Linked DNA regions of Salmo salar: region 1 is linked to region 2. A link is a contact called in public Hi-C data. All regions are on one chromosome and are shown on one strand. The core of a region is the stretch at or near the end of the contact, and the rest is flanking DNA. Distances in the headings are between cores, read along the strand shown.

The links. Hi-C and Micro-C count contacts between places; a contact is called where the count stands out from the background.
Region 1: a Hi-C map of gill shows a contact between it and region 2, with 3 times the contacts expected there. The contact joins the promoter of ccar2 here to the promoter of LOC100194618 in region 2. A contact is called at or near these places in 2 of 3 Hi-C or Micro-C datasets (gill and muscle).

The regions. Positions count from the first base shown.
Region 1 is chrssa01:151,758,631-151,762,616 of Ssal_v3.1, reverse strand. ccar2 (cell cycle and apoptosis regulator 2) reads left to right here and starts at 2,020. Exons shown (of 19, transcript XM_014138931.2): 1 at 2,020-2,058. LOC106568500 (synaptobrevin homolog YKT6) reads left to right here. Exons shown (of 9, transcript XR_006758360.1): 9 at 1,359-1,399.
Region 2 is chrssa01:151,526,399-151,530,075 of Ssal_v3.1, reverse strand. LOC100194618 (polyubiquitin) reads right to left here and starts at 2,367. Exons shown (of 2, transcript NM_001139703.1): 1 at 2,340-2,367; 2 at 224-1,094. The coding sequence starts at 1,087. The coding sequence ends at 398.

The DNA.
Region 1 (3,986 bases), core at 771-3,270, 230 kb before region 2:
CTGGCTGTTCTGTCAGTTAGATTTTACTCCAGCTGGCCGTTCTGTCAGTTAGATTTTATTCCAGCTGGTCGTTCTGTCAGTTAGATTTTACTCCAGCTGGCTTTTCTGTCAGTTAGATTTTACTCCAGCTGGCTTTTCTGTCAGTTAGATTTTACTCCAGCTGGCCGTTCTGTCAGTTAGATTTGACTCCAGCTGGCTTTTCTGTCAGTCAGATTTTACTCCAGCTGGCTTTTCTGTCAGTTAGATTTTACTCCAGCTTGCCGTTCTGTCATTTAGATTTTACTCCAGCTGGCCGTTCTGTCAGTTAGATTTTACTTCAGCTGGCTGTTCCCCTCGCTACATCACCAACTACTATGATACTACTACCTAGTCATAGCCCAATTGAAGGTCTATGCTACTACTACCAGAGATGGTCTAATGTTATACACCCCTTGCTACTACTGCTTCTCACCTGTTTGGATGTCAGGATGCGCTGGATGACAGGTACAGCGTAGGCATCGTTTTTCCTGAGCCGGTCTTGGCACAGACCAGAAGGTCCTTGGCTTCCAGAGCAAGAGGGATAGCTTTCTCCTGGATCAGAGTGGGCTGAGCCCAGCCGAAGTCTGCCAGCGCCTGGGTGGGGGGATTAAGTGTTTTAGCTAGCTAGTTAACTAATTAGGAAATTAAATAAGCACTAAAGCCCGAGCATCTCGTTTGTTTATTTCTGAAGGATTGTGCTTTCTCCATGACAACTTCTTGAATTTCCTGTAGCAGAGGTGATTGTTTAACCCTTCTGTTGCGTTTGTTTCATGTAAATTCCTTCTGTGTTCCCGGTCCAAAATGACCTCCCCATTATAGCGGATTATAAATCCATAATAATACATGTATTATCACCTAATGTTGTGTTAGATCTTTTTATCAACTTAAGTTCTTGTGAACATTACAAGTTTTGAACTTCTATTTGCTATTTATGGCCTGTAGGCCTCATTGACCTGAGCTCTTACAACTTGTTTTTGAGTAAAAAAAATCATAATGTATAGATTATTTTTACTATAACAAATACTCAGATGAAACATATTGTGCTATTTATCACAGACTACTTGGTGTCAAAGTTTAACAAGGACTCTCCTCCTCTCCAGTGTCATGATCAAAGATATGATCAACAGCCTTACATACAGTATATCGTTTGGTAATTGTGCTGCCACAGAATGAATTGTGAGCAAGCCCTCAAAAAAGCTTTATATACCAGAGCTGCAGAGAAAAGTTCTATATATTATTGAAACAATGTTGCGATTGTTTGTGAAAATGCCAACAGGTGTGGTTCCCGTGGGGGAAAGATTCCCGTGGGGGTTGCCATGGAAGCCAAGAAGGGGAGTGAGGTGTGTGTGTGTGTGTGTGTGTGTGTGTGTGTGTGTGTGTGTGTGTGTGTGTGTGTGTGTGTGTGTGCTCAAACACACATGCATGTGGGGGTCTGGGAGAGGAAGTGTGTCCATCTGATGAATGTGCCTGAATTCAATTTTATACACTAATTGTAGTCTCTTTTTTGACCGGGAACACCACAGGTGTACAAAAGTTAAATAAAACACCCAAAATTGTATACAAATCATCCAAATGTATTTGTGTGTTCAGATGCCCTGTGTAGACAAAGTCATGGAACTTGTACATCATCCAATTCGACCGGAACACAGCAGGAGGGTTAAATAACATCTAGCTAGCTACATACTATGCATAACTTGGTTAATTCCATGTACTCTTGAATATGTCAATTTGTTGAAATTCAGGCCGATTGACAGGCAAAGTAAACACGTTCACAAGCTAATGTTGGCCAGCTAGGTTAGAGATCCTAGCTGCTTTCAGTGTCTACTGATGTATGGTTCTGTAACCGTCTGATATCACAATTGAGGTCATGCGATTTAACACTTCATTTATCCTCATAGTCAAAATTGGTGCCATGGTGCTCCCACGCGTGGGTACTTCACTTGAATTATACGTCATTCATCACGTGAACACAGTGACGCGTAGAAAATGTTCATAGAGGAGGGCCGTGTTCGAGAGGATCAAAACCGTAATGTATCATGGGTAATTTATTACTGACTGACCTACAAATAATAATGGGTAGTTATTTATGATGCAAGGTTATTTGGAGATCCGTCAGTAGGCAGTGGCCTGCACTGTCAAACAAACCCAATAATAGCACAAGTGGAACAATGGGTTAGTTATAACAAATATTTGGTGATAGAGGCCTCTAGGGCCCAAAATAACGTTTTAGCATGAGCAGCGCCATTGAGGGCTTCCACCATTTTAATGTAGTCAACCACAGATGATCCATTATATTGGCCAGATACTCAACTGGCCGCTCTAATGTTGAAAATAAATGAATTCAAAGATGGAAGGCAGTCGGGAGGAGGCAAGATCAGGTGGGACCATTCTGGCCAATGAGAGGGCAGATATAAAGTATGTTTCCAACGATTAATGTATTTTTCTCAAAGTTGCCGGGATTTCACGTGTCCTACTTATATCAGTACACTCGTAACAACCTAAGCATTACGAAACTTATATTCGATCAAATAAGCCACACGTAGCAAATAAGCCATTACATTTTTTGTTGACCAGTTTCGGCACTCTCTCATTGACCTCCATTCAAAAATGCGTCACTTGGTGAGCGAAAGAAACGAACAACGCCACCTGCTGAAGAATATAGATTGTTGTCCCAGTTGTCCCTCGCTTCGCCTCTTCCTCTCTGGCTCCGCACATCAGTGTTCTAATCATTAGCCGTAGGTGCCTCCCCGTTTCGTTACGTTTTCTTCCTTTTATGAAACTTTTTGCAACATAATCTGCGTAATTATTACACCCCTTGTAGCGACTGCTCCACTTCAAAACATAAAAAGCACTAACGTTTTGCCAGAGGAGGATTGCAAGGAGAGTTTGTGTCGGAGTGAGTACTGTTGCTAGCTAGCTACCTAATTTGCTATTTTTTCGAAATCGAATTCATAACTACAAACGTATATCTAGCTAGATCGCTGTGTCCAAAGTGACCGTTTGGTGGCCGTAGTTACAAATAATCTAAATTCTAGCTACCAGTACTGTAACTAGCTAACATTTTTTGTAGTAGCCAGGATCTTCAACGTTCGATGAATGTGTTCATTCATCTAGTCAGTTAGCTAGCTAGCCCAGGTTCTTATGCTCCGGTCAATGATGCACAGATCATACAGCTAAAGGATTTGCAATGATTTTTAGCTAGCTAACTAACTAGGTTATTCACCATGGCGTCAACCATCGGGGTTCAATATAATTATTTTTAATATTCCCTTGATCTGAACATTGGGTCCAGTTGATTATAAGAGGAGTCTTTTTTTTGCTTTAGTATGTACTTCACACCATAAAAGGTCTGTCGACCCTCTATCCTTCCTGGGCTAAAGACCCTCTTGCAGCTTTCCTGCCAACCAAGCAATAAGTCTAGCCATTTATGGGCTTTTGCTTAATCTCAGCAACATGACATATTCGTGAGCATGGATAGGTAGGCAGATACTACATGCATGCTGTAGATTTGTTATTTCAATGTAGTGATTGAGGGGGAACAGCTCAAGTGAAGTTTGAACTAGTGACCCAGTGGTTATAGGGAAAGTGAACTTCACAGAGAAAGGGGGAGAATCAGAAGTGGGCTAATTGAGTGGTTGTCATGTGCAAAAAGAACAAAGATTACCTATGTAAACCACGGTTATGTGAGCTGTATGTATCACTCCGCGGCGGAGGGATACATCTGAGGTGAGGATTTACAGATTGACTCCGGTGTACACCTGTGTCATGGCTGGGGTCCGCCCCTATATATAGACCACATGGCCGCGACACACGTTCTCTACATCATTTTTGAGGCGCCTCTAGCACCGTAGAGGATTGGAGTGATCCATATAGCTCACATAACCGTGGTTACATATGTAACCTTTTATGTTTCACTATATTGGATCACTCCAATATATTGGTATACCCGTACCAGATTAGTGCTAGAG
Region 2 (3,677 bases), core at 1,118-3,617:
TACCTCCAAATGCACCACCTATAGTTAATGTCAAGACCTTAAAGTAGTTAATAACTTCAAAGACTAAAAGCACAAGGTATTTAAATTAGGTTTAACAGAGGCAGTTTTAGTTATGCGCTGAGGCAGTAGTACTTCAAATTAGAAGCTGGCAACAAAAAAATATATACAACCAGGTGCTATTCAAATACGTAAATATTTTACTACAAATGACAACCAAACAATATCAGGAATGCTTCAACTTTATTGAAATAAAAAAAATAAGAGTTGGGGATTAGAGGTTAGGGGAAGTCAGTGGTGGGATTGGAGTGAGGTCAAAGGGTGGGGTTGGAGGTTAGGAGGGATTTTGGGATGAGGGAAATTGGAGTTAAGATGTGACATTGTTAAGAGTATAAGTTAACTAGTTGCCTCCACGAAGACGCAGGACCAGATGAAGGGTGGACTCCTTCTGGATGTTGTAGTCGGACAGGGTGCGGCCATCTTCCAGCTGCTTGCCAGCAAAGATCAGACGCTGCTGGTCTGGGGGGATGCCCTCCTTGTCCTGGATCTTGGCCTTGACGTTCTCGATGGTGTCACTGGGCTCAACCTCAAGGGTGATGGTCTTACCAGTCAGGGTTTTAACGAAGATCTGCATACCTCCCCTCAGACGGAGCACAAGATGGAGGGTGGACTCCTTCTGGATGTTGTAGTCGGACAGGGTGCGGCCATCTTCCAGCTGCTTGCCGGCAAAGATCAGACGCTGCTGGTCTGGGGGGATGCCCTCCTTGTCCTGGATCTTGGCCTTGACATTCTCGATGGTGTCACTGGGCTCAACCTCAAGGGTGATGGTCTTACCAGTCAGGGTTTTAACGAAGATCTGCATACCTCCCCTCAGACGGAGCACAAGATGGAGGGTGGACTCCTTCTGGATGTTGTAGTCGGACAGGGTGCGGCCATCTTCCAGCTGCTTGCCGGCAAAGATCAGACGCTGCTGGTCTGGGGGGATGCCCTCCTTGTCCTGGATCTTGGCCTTGACATTCTCGATGGTGTCACTGGGCTCAACCTCAAGGGTGATGGTCTTACCAGTTAGGGTCTTCACAAAGATCTGCATCTTGACACTGGGGAGGAGAATCATGTTAGACTATACTAACCAAACCTAAAATGTCAAATAAACAACCAGGCTATACACAATTCACATTATAGGTATCAATCTAGTATGCATAACAATTCCCGAGATGCAGTGGGTCAACTTCTAGATAGGGTAGAGCAAAGCTCCTCCCATTGGAGGTAGTACTCAGCTGACGTTTACAGTAGTAGGCTTCAGGTGCCACCATTTTAGAACAAGCTCCATCTAGTGGCTGTCATTTTGTCATAAAACCTATGTCGAGTCCTGAAGTAATGACTAGCTAGCTGACCATTTCAATTTATGGGGCTGTATTTTCATTTGCAGTCGAAACGTAATATTTTGTAATAAATTAAACTCCCCTACGCTTATTTTACAGCAAAATATATGACTATTACTGACCGATAAACCAAGCCGAGATGATCGCTGGGTTTAGGTCTCGAGCGCGGTGTTTTAACGGGATGCGTTCGTTAATTCATTTTGCCATCTACTCCGATTTAGGAGCAATCGTCTGGGTATGCCAGAGCGCATAATAACTGATGAATTTACAAACGCGCAACACTTGAATATTGCCGGTGTTGAAAAACTACGCGTAATTAAGTTGCTAGCAGCACAGTTAACGTTTGTCACCAATGCTCTAGATAATATGAACAGCCTAAGCAGCTCTGCTATGGTGAGTAAAATGGTCAGTGAGGAGTTCCAATTCGTGTATGGAAGTAGCTAGCAAGCCAGTCAACGACCCAAGCTGTTGTGATGCCAGAATGGTCCAATCAACCCTAATCCTCGCTCCGTGAGCGAAACGCTCTGAATTTACGAACTGACAATCTTACAAAGCTCTAAATTTACTAACACCCAGAGAGCACTGGCACTCCAGATTGAATTTACAAAAACACATCCACTGTTAACGTTAGCCTCCCCCCCATCTATATAAATATCTAGCTTGATTCAAGAGTTAACCAATGTCTACTGTTGAGCGCCTTGTTTTAGCTAGTTAGGAAGCTAGCCAAGACTATATCCAGCCAGCTAACTTTATTTTAGTAAATAACTACTGTAGTTAGCTAACGCTACCAGAAAGTTAGCTCGTCTATCGTCGACGTCTATTCGTCCATCCAAAAAAAGTACATTCGTACATCACCAATAATAGGAAAAGCAATGAACTACCAATTAACATTACGCTGAACTAAGGGTCTTTGTGAAAAATGTTGTCATTCGTGCTCATTTTGGATAATAACCTACTTACAAACAAATTATCAACGCCACTGTTCTTCAATCTTCTGGAAACGAGGCTGTTATCGCACACAAAGGGCTGTGTTATTTATACATGGCCGTTACGTATCCCTCCACCATTACACCATATGGAACTATAAACTGCGGATTTAAATAAATATCGTTAACCATATGGATTGTGGATAAAATGAACTAACTCCACGACATGTATGACATTGAAAATGTTCTATATGAATGTTTAATCTTTAAGAAATTCTGTAAGAATGGTCATATAAAAGAAGTCGTACATTGGCGGAGGTAGAAATATGCAAAAAGAGTGAGTCGTCGTTCTCTAGCAACGCGCTGAGCAGTCAAAGCGAGTCCATTCACAGATGTCGCAGAATGAACCTTGCCAGATAGTAAAATCGATTGTGTTTTAGATAGTTAGGAATTTATGTCAGAAACAGTGAGGTAGCCAGAAATTCGTTGGTGGGTGGGCATGCAACAATTTGGGTGCACAGTGACATATGCCTCAATGCAGTCATATTAGTAGGTTATTAGGGGTCTTTCAGTTAGTTATTTTTGTCATCCCGTCCCTTGAGTGTTTGTCAATCCAGTTAATCTGTTCTGTTATATTTAATAAAAAATGACTAACCCAATGTACTTCTTGCTATGACTTCTATCTGATGGTGTTTGCATGTTTAGGTAAAAATACAAATAATGTTCTGTTTGGAACACTTACAAGTAACAAGCTTCTTTTTTTTTAAACCCAGGCCCACTCATGCCTCAGTAAATCCTACAGTTTTGCTACATTTCCAAGCAGCAGTATAGTTAGTGTAGGAGATCAACCAGGGAACAGTTTTTGAATCAAAACATGCAGTATATGCAAAGAAGAATGTAACAGAGATTGGACAGTTTATTTTAGGTCATATCATTGATTTAATAGAAACAAATTATTTACAGCATGGATCAAAAATGTAATTCTACACAAACAGGCACAGTCATTCCCCACTCCCACCCCCTTATAAAAGACTCCTTATCCTAACATCATCCAGCTTATATCTAGCTAGTCTCGTGTTGCCATGAGGACCCCAGTGTCCTATCTGGAACGTGAAGTCACAAGCTCGGCTGGTTGGCTACTGCATAGCAATCTAGTGGTGCCAAAAGCCCTGGTCTGCCCTAGAAAGCTTATCTAAATTACAATCGCCAAAACTGCCCATTTTTTGAGGGGGACGCTCGTTTTGGGCTATAAAATTAGATTATTATGATGAAGTTCGATGCCCACTATGAATTATTTTAAAGTTTGCTACAAATCAAGATATTTAATTATATAGTGATCCATTCTGACTACTACATTTGTTGTCACACAGGA